Regions from separate parts of the Mus musculus genome. Here region 2 is linked to region 1. A link is a contact called in public HiChIP or PLAC-seq data. All regions are on one chromosome and are shown on one strand. The core of a region is the stretch at or near the end of the contact, and the rest is flanking DNA. Distances in the headings are between cores, read along the strand shown. Region 1 overlaps Npat (nuclear protein in the AT region). Region 2 holds the start of Acat1 (acetyl-Coenzyme A acetyltransferase 1).

The links. HiChIP or PLAC-seq counts read pairs in DNA pulled down with a chosen protein or histone mark.
Region 2: a contact with region 1 is called in an H3K27ac HiChIP or PLAC-seq map of embryonic stem cells, with 5 read pairs. The contact joins the promoter of Acat1 here to the enhancer-like site in region 1. A contact is called at or near these places in 1 of 39 promoter capture datasets (the C10 cell line), 1 of 15 datasets of contacts at CTCF or cohesin (the NIH/3T3 cell line), 20 of 484 Hi-C or Micro-C datasets (DN3 thymocytes, cardiomyocytes, cerebral cortex and 12 more), 3 of 115 datasets of contacts at active chromatin or transcription factors (a beta-TC-6 cell line, bone marrow-derived macrophages and embryonic stem cells) and 4 of 9 other capture datasets (adipose tissue, embryonic stem cells, liver and 1 more).

What each region holds. Positions count from the first base shown.
Region 1 is chr9:53,567,805-53,572,144 of GRCm38.p6, forward strand. Npat (nuclear protein in the AT region) reads left to right here. Exons shown (of 18, transcript NM_001081152.1): 16 at 2,083-2,143; 17 at 2,243-3,374. Among named protein-coding and RNA genes, the nearest start is that of Npat, 33 kb to the left of the region's middle. Within about 2 kb of position 3,012, at least 6 of the 459 cell types and tissues checked have an H3K27ac peak or open chromatin away from gene starts, as enhancers often do. A contact at or near this core is called in embryonic stem cells, where this site is marked.
Region 2 is chr9:53,608,787-53,612,885 of GRCm38.p6, forward strand. Acat1 (acetyl-Coenzyme A acetyltransferase 1) reads right to left here and starts at 1,564. Exons shown (of 12, transcript NM_144784.3): 1 at 1,427-1,564. The coding sequence starts at 1,489.

The sequences.
Region 1 (4,340 bases), core at 1,762-4,261:
TAACAGCAGAAATGACTGCAGCATGACTTTAAAAAACCACCCAAGCCTGGATGACAGCTCACAAAATCTAGAAACCTGGAGTGTACTGTACAGCTCAGCTGGTTTGAGGCCTTTCCAGGTAGCTCTGTTGATCTGAGACTCTTCCAGGCAAGTGGGCTAGTTTCTTTTTTTTTTTTTTCTTTCGTAGGTAGCTTGGGTGATGTACCTCTTCAGGCTTCTGTGCTGGTCTGTGACTGTCTCTTTGCAGTCCTTACTGTTTATATATGCCTCTTGGAGGAGGGACTGGTGACTGATTAGCCACAGTGACTTCCTGAAGTTATTGAGTTGTTTACTAACTGAGTTTAAGGAGCTTCCCTGTAGGATGCAGTTTTACTTCCCTGCTAACAGCCAGTGTCTTAAGGAGCCTCCCTACAAGATGAGGGTTTTAATCTCTCTCTCTCTCTATATATATATATATATATGTGTGTGTGTGTGTGTGTGTGTGTATGTGTGTATGTGTATATATATGTATACATACACAAATATGCGAACAAATGTATGTATATCTATATAGGTATATATAATGCTATAAGTAACCATTGGATAATTTACTTAGTATCTCTCTGATAACCATCATTCAGAAATATTGTAGTATCTGAGGTCAACCTTTTAAATTAGTGTTTATTATAGTAAAATTTCTTACAGTGTTGGTTTGGTTGTTAACTAACTTGTGCTTGTCTTGTAGAATTTTACTTTCAATTTGAGAGGTATAACAATTGCAGTTTTGAATTATTTACTTTCAGGATTTAAAATATCCTTTCCTGAACTTCTAAATTAAGGGCTGTTGACAAGAGATCTCATGTCTTAATGTTTTTGCCTCTATGTGTGAATTGGTGTTTTTCCCTCACATTTTTACTGTTTTTGTTTGTTTGTTTGTTTGTTTGTTTGTTTTGAAAATTTGGCTACTGTGTTGTAAGGGTGCTCTTTTCTGATCACTATTGTTTTGGGATTTTTGTTTTGTTTAGTTTCTTTTCTTTTCTTTTTTAAGATTTCTCTACATATGTATATGGCTATTGTGCATGCTTGCTGCCCACTAAAGTTAAAGGAAGCCACTGTATTCCCAGGAACTGGATGGTTATGAGCCACCATGTGTGTATAAGCAGCATGGTGTGGCTGGCTATACCAGCTGGCTTCTTTATGGAGAAAAGCCCACCTAATCTACTCCTATCTCTAATCCATGTGGCTCTCCCCTTTTTTCTCCATTGGTGATTTTATTACTTTGACTTTATTCCATCCAAACTCCAGGTCTCACAAACACCACTTCTAATTCATTATAACCCTTTTCCCCACGGTGCTTTGTTTTGTTTGTCCTTTTGTTTTTTGAGACGGGGTTTCTCTGTGTAGCCTTTTTGCTCTGTAGATGAGGTTGGCCTTTAACAAACAAAAATCCTCCTGCCTCTGCTGCTGTGCCACTGTCAGACACTCAGCCCCAAGGGGCTTTCTTGAACAGCTATATTGATCAAAGTACAGTTCAATTTCCTTCTCAGTTTCATTGACATTTGTAGATTCAGCCAGCCACAGGTAGAACATTTCTGAAGAGTTAAAAATTACATTTGTGCCAAATACCTTTCTCATCATTTTTCTCTGAACAGTACAATATTAGCTATTAACATGGTATTTGTATTGTATCGTATGACTAACCTAGATGTGATAAAAGGATATGTCTCTGTTACATGTATAACTCCAATTTTCTGTAAGGAACCTGGTCATGTGCATGCATTATCTATGGGATCTATTCATTCAGAGACACTGAGAGAATTGGTGCACTAAGTACTATCTGGAACATTAAAAGTTGTAGCCCTGAAGGTTGAATTCATGTTTGCCTGAAATTAAAGCAAATCGTTGGTTCTGTATCTAGATTTCCTCTATAGAGTGTGTGAGTCTATTTTGTAAAACAATGTAAGTATTAAAAAAATAAGTATATAGAAGCAAATAAGTTGATTAACTCATTATAATGTCATCTGACTCATTCTCTTTCAGAAGAATATATTCTTTCACAAAGAATTAATTTATAATTTCTAATGAATTAATTTATAATTCCAGGAAAACAGGTAAATAATTTGACAAACTTGTCCAGTCTTTCAGAAGCATGTCATACGCAGAGGTGAGCATAAAATATGTTGCATCATAAGCTATTAAAATGCTTAAATGACTAATTTTGGTTGCTAAAAATGAGATTTTTTTTAAATTTTCGTTTCGGTAGAACTGAAGCTTCTGATAAGAATATAGCCACTGAACTTGGGAAAAAAATGGAAGACACCACGATTTCCCTCTCAGGAGAGAGGGTAGCTCCTCCCAGCAAGCCATTTGAAAGTCATAGGCGGGTGCTTTGTTTCGATAGTACTGTTTCTTCTGTTGCAAATACACAGGGGTCACTGTATAAGATGACCTCCGAAAACAAAGAAAAGAAGGAAGCATCCTTTTCTCATCTTGACTCACCCATTCTGTCCTCTACCTTAAAACCACCTCCTAATAACGCCATCAAAAGAGAGAGAGAGAAAACCGTGCCCAAGATTTTATCTAAATCAGAAACTGCCTCTAGTCGACACACCACTGTGAAAGAAGTTCAGTCTGAAAAGAAAGTTTCCCCCACAGAAGTGGCCCTTGAGTCTCTCCATAAAGCAACAGCTAACAAGGAGAATGAATTGTGCGGTGATGGGGAAAGGCCGAAGAATGCAGACACCTCAAAACTGCCTGGTGGGCAGCAGAATGGGAGCTTGAGGAACGAAAAAGCCATAGCCTCGCTGCAGGAATTGACCAAAAAACAAGCCACACCCTCAAACAATAAAAATGCCACTTCTGTAGGTGGAACTGTGAAGGATCAAAAACAAGAGCAGAGTAAACCTGCCAGTTCTTTAATTGGGGCAGAAATACTGCAGGATGTTCCCATCCACAGCCCAGCCAATAGGAGTGCCGATACTGACTTGCCAGTACCCCGGACCCCTGGCTCAGGAGCAGGGGAAAAGCATAAAGAAGAGCCTAGTGACAGTATGAAGGCCCCCGCTAGTAGACGCTGTGGTGAAGAAGGCAGCATGCCAAGAGTAATGATCCCTCCTGTCACTGCAGACTTGCCTGCCTGCAGCCCAGCCAGTGAAACAGGCAGTGAAAACAGTGTGAGCATGGCTGCCCACACGCTCATGATTCTCTCCAGAGCAGCAATTGCTAGGACTACAGCAACTCCTCTAAAAGATAACACGCAGCAGTTTAGAACATCTTCAAGGAGCACTACAAAGAAACGGAAAATTGAGGAATTAGATGAGTGTGAGAGAAACTCCCGCACGTCTGGTAAAAATCTTGCTAATTCATCAGTACCAATGAAAAAGAAGAAAATCAAGGCAAGTTTGAAAGTTCTCATTTCAATTCTACTCCTGTCCCTTCAGTATCTAGAGAGTTCAGTTGTGTTTGCTGCAGCTACATAGATAACTATACCTCCAAAACTATACACTTAGTAGTGTTTCCTAGTCACAATGATACAAGTTGTCTATGTATCATCCTGAGGAAAAGTGAATGTTTCTGTCATGGTATCACCCAGTATTTTTCATGGAAATACAAAAAGTGTGAAAGCCTGGGAAACAACCATTAAATGAATTACCAAATAAAACACCTCATGCCGGGCGGTGGTGGCGCACGCCTTTAATCCCAGTACTTGGGAGGCAGAGGCAGGTGGATTTCTGAGTTCGAGGCCAGCCTGGTCTACAAAGTGAGTTGTTCCAGGACAGCCAGGGCTACACAGAGAAACCCTGTCTTGAAAAAAAAAAAAAGCAAAAAAAAAAAAAAAGAAAAAAGAAAAAAACCCACCTCCTGGTCTCCATCCCTTCCATAGTCTATAATGATGGTCCTAGCAGAGGAGCAGAAAAACTCATGTTCTTGTTTTTTTCTGTAACCATGGTTGTCTGTAGTAAGGCAGTACAAGGATGGTAGCATTGATAAATAAAGTGCATTTATTTAAAGTTTGTTTTACCAAGTAGATTAAACGGAAAGCATGTGAATGTCCTACTCACAGGAGAAAGTATAGTAAGTTAGGAGTGGTTTTTAGGTTTGGTGTCCTGCAAGCCTGAGTTTGAATTCTCTTATCAAGTGTATGCCATTCCTGTGCCTGCCTGTTCATGTCTAGTCTCTGGTCTCTTCCTCTGTGCCTCATCATTGAACCTAAAATTGTCTCACCCTGTGGTTTTGTAGTCTGTTTTAGGCTAACACTTTAAAAAGCATCTCCTCTATCTTAACATTTGGAGCTTGGTGAGTGAGTGGTATTCTTTAATGTGTGTTAGCAAAGGGGTCCTCTAGCTTCAAGGCTGATCCAC
Region 2 (4,099 bases), core at 314-2,813, 40 kb after region 1:
TCAGATGACCTAGTTAGCAAAACCACTAGAAAGAGAGTAATAGTAATGGTGGGGAGGGGGAGGAAGGAGAGTGGGGCTGGGGCGGGGAGAGAGGCAAGAAAAGGGAGGGGAGGAGAAGGAAGGGTCAGAAGGAAAAAGGCACACGAGTCTTTCTTGGGAACACTTTTTTTTTTTTATGCATATGAGTACACTGTAGCTGTCTTCAGACACACCAGAAGAAGGCATCAGATTCCTTTTTTTACAGATGGTTGTGAGGCACCATGTGGTTGCTGGGAATTGAACTCAGGACCTTTGGAAGAACAGTCAGTGCTCTTAACCACAGAGCCATCTCTCCAGCCCCGGGAACACTTATTTTACGAGTGAGGTTCTGCCCATCTCCAGATGAGAAAATAGACTATCCCTCTGGCTTTCCTATTACTGCAGTCACCCAGTACTTATTGTTTTTTTATCTTTCGGAGACTGGGTATCTCCAAATTGCCCACGTGGGTTGAAATCCTTGATCTCAAGCTCCTCTTGCCCGAGCAGCAACTCAAGTAAGATTCATTTTATAGTTTGTTTGCCCTCAGCTTCCAGCTCCAAGCCTCGGGCCCTCAATTATTCTTTCACAATCTCTTGCAGAGCAATGCTCTCTTTCAGCTCCTATTGCCAGAACTACCCGTTTCGGCGAACCCTGATTTTCTCAGAAACAAAACCACGCAAACCTAACTCCAGACTCTTAAAGACTGACCGACAAAGTCTAGAATGTCACCTTTGGAAAGTACAAAGTGTTCGCCGAACACAACCATCAGAAGCGAGGCACTCACTTCAAATAAAAATTATTTCTTGTACTGTCTCAGTAGCCATCTTGTTAGTTTTAAGACAATCTTCTGATTGCCATATAGTGCCTGAGCTCTGATTAAGACAATTAATTAAACCAATGATTAGCCAGGTGGTGGTTCATGCCTTTAATCCCAGCACTCTGCAGGTGGAGGAAGACCAATGAGCTCGAAGCCAGCCTGATCTTGAGAGAGAGAGAGAGAGAGAGAGAGAGAGAGAGAGAGAGAGAGAGCGTTCCAGGGCAGCAAGGGTTCCACAGAAAAACCAGTGGAACAAAATACAAACCAAACCCCAAAACTCAAACCAATCAAACAAAAAAACAAGGAAAAGGAAATCACAAGGTCACAAAAACGTCTTAGAAACTCCTGGGCCTACAGAGAGACTCAGCTCTCTGCAGTCTGGGATCGCGCCTGGTCAGGCCCAAGCTTTGCTGCACAGCTGATGCGGAGCGTGACAGTAGCACAGACTGACAGGTGGACTGACACACGACGGCGCAGGCACTCGATCCCCAAGGCGCTGGTGCTGAGCGCTGTGGCCCACGAGGACGGACCTCGCGGGCGGCTGGTGGGCTCCCCGATCCCGGCCCACCCCCGGAATCGACCCTGCTCACCTGCAGCAGCCCGCGAAGCAGAGGCCTGCGGACGACGCCGTGCAGAGCCACCAGGGCAGCCATGGAGACGCGAAAGGCTGTCAAGGGCAGAGAGACGCGCCGCGGCCTCCACTTCCCCACCGCAGAGCTTGCGACGTCGTGGCGGGCACCGCCCCGACCCTCTCCTCCAATAGCAGTCCAAGATCGCTGCGCTTGGCGGCGATTGGCCCGTAGCCAGAGGGCGGGGCCTGGCGCTTGGCCCGAGGACTGAGCTGAGGCTCTCCTGGACCAAAAAAAAAAAAAAAAAAAAAAAAAAAAAAGGACTAATGACCACGTGGCTTGACACCTAGGTGGTGCACGCTAAACTGTTGATTGTTGATGCCAGTTGTTTCTGCCTCCAGATGCCTGTAGTTTTCGTGCAGTCCGAGACTTTCCATTCACTTTGCCGTGCCTGATCAGGTGACTGTATTACCCAGACAAAGGATGTTGGTAAATGTTTCCAGCAATTCCCATTATATTCATTTATAATACAAATAAACCAATTTCTTACGTTAAAAGAATGTTGAAGTTGTTTTTCTGTAGGATGCTAAGTAAAATACATATTACTATCTAAACTTCACTGAGTAATAATAAGATTACATCAACTTTCAAAGAAACTCCCCGCAGGCTGGGTGTGATGGGACACACTCAGGAAAGAGGCAGGTGGATCTCTATGAGTTCGACGCCAGCCTGGTCCACATAGCGAGTCCCTGAACAACTAAAACTACAGACGGAGACCCTGTCTCCAAATAATTAAAACAAAACAGAAACAGTGCATTAACTGATATTACATGATAATTCTCACATTTGTGTAACCCATTGCTAAGGCTAGTTGGAGGATTGTTTTGCTTAGGTTTTGTTTGGTTAGTTTTTAGATAGGGTCCCACGGTGTAGCTCTGGCTATCCTGGAATTCACTATGTAGACCAGGATGGTCTTGAGCTCACAGAGATCTTTCTGTCTTTGCCTCCCTAGTGCTGGTATTAAAAGCACTATGCCAGGCCATTTGCTGACTTTGAATCTTCAGTTGGGGATAGCAGATCTTTCTGCTTGTGACATTAATTTTCCTTGATGTAAAACAAAAGGCACAACATACAAATTGAACAATTTACTTCAAGTCGACTTGTTTCATGTAATTGTGTGCACTCCTGTGTAGGCCAAGGGTAAACCTCAGATAACTCCCTCTGAGACTCTCTGCTGCTTTTTGTTTGGTGTTTTTTGTTTTGTTTTGTTTTTGTTTGTTTTGTGAGACAGGGTCTATCTCTCCTTGCACTAGAATGGCTGGCTAATAAGCCACCATCTCTACTCCTTCAACCCTATCCACCCATCCATGGAACTGGGGCTACAATCAAGGGCCACCACGCCTAGCTCTTTACATGGATGATGCTCTAAACGCTTTCTTGTGATGCAAACACTTTGCACACTGAATCATCTTCCCAGACCCTTTTGGGGTAAAGTGTGTGTATGTGTATATGCACCTTTGTGTATCTGCACCAAGTGCATACAGGCGCCTGAAGAGGACAGTAGAGGGCGTCAAAACTCCTAAAACTGAAGTTGTAGGTAGTTGGGAACTGTCTGTTGTGTTCTGAGAGCTGAACCCAGGTCCTTTCTAAGAGCTGATAGTATTTTTAACTGCTGAACCATAAGCCCCACTTTTGTTTTGTTTTTCAAGTTAGAGTCTCATGTAGCCTAGGATGCACTCAATCCCACTAGGTAGTCAAAGATGACCTTGAAGTTCTACTCCTCCAATGTCCACCTTTAGATTGCTGGCAACAGAGGTGGGTATTGATCCCAGGTCTTCATATAATCTAGGCAAGTATACTAAGCTATCTCTTCACTATGAAGCCTACCGTTTCCTTGCATGGTGGGGGTGTGCCTTCCTCATTAAGATACTCACTATATCAAAATGTCTTGGGTGATTGGCAAAGCTTTGGGATGGGCTTCTATAAGAAGCCTACACATCTTCAACATGGTTTTTGTTTTGTTGGGGTAGTTTTGGCTTGTCTGTTTGTTTTGGAATGTAATTGGCAAAGGAGGGATGAATGTCCCACAGCGTGAATGTGGAGGTCAGAACACTCGCTGGAGTAGACGCTCTCTCTTCATAACATAGGGCCCTGGGATCAAACTCAGGTGACAGGATTGGTAGCAAGGTCCTTCACCCACTGAGCCATCTGTGCTGGGCATGGTGGTGAACACCTTTAATCACAGCATTTGGGGGGCAAAGGCAGGTTGATCAGAGTTCCAGGACAGCCACAGCTATCAGACACAAAAATCATCTTACTTACTACTTCAATCTCATTGTTATGTGTGTTCTTTTTAGTTTTAGCAGGCTATAATTGCCTATAAATTTATTTTTTCTAGATTTTCAAATTTGATGGAATATAAGGATTCAAAGTGGTCGAGACGCTAATGTTCATTGTAATTTTTTTCTGCTCTAATTTTATTAATTTGTATTTTTGTATTTTGGCTAATTCAGCTGGAGGTTGTCATTCTTGTTTTTTTTTTTTTTTTTTCCCCCAAAAAGCTATTGCATTGGTTCTTTGTTTACAGCCATTAGATTTGGGGGGGGGGGGTTGGCTTTTTTCTGAGACAAGGTTTTGTCTCAAGGCCCTAATTGGCCTGGAACTCACTGTAGTCCAGGCTAGCTTTGACCTTGC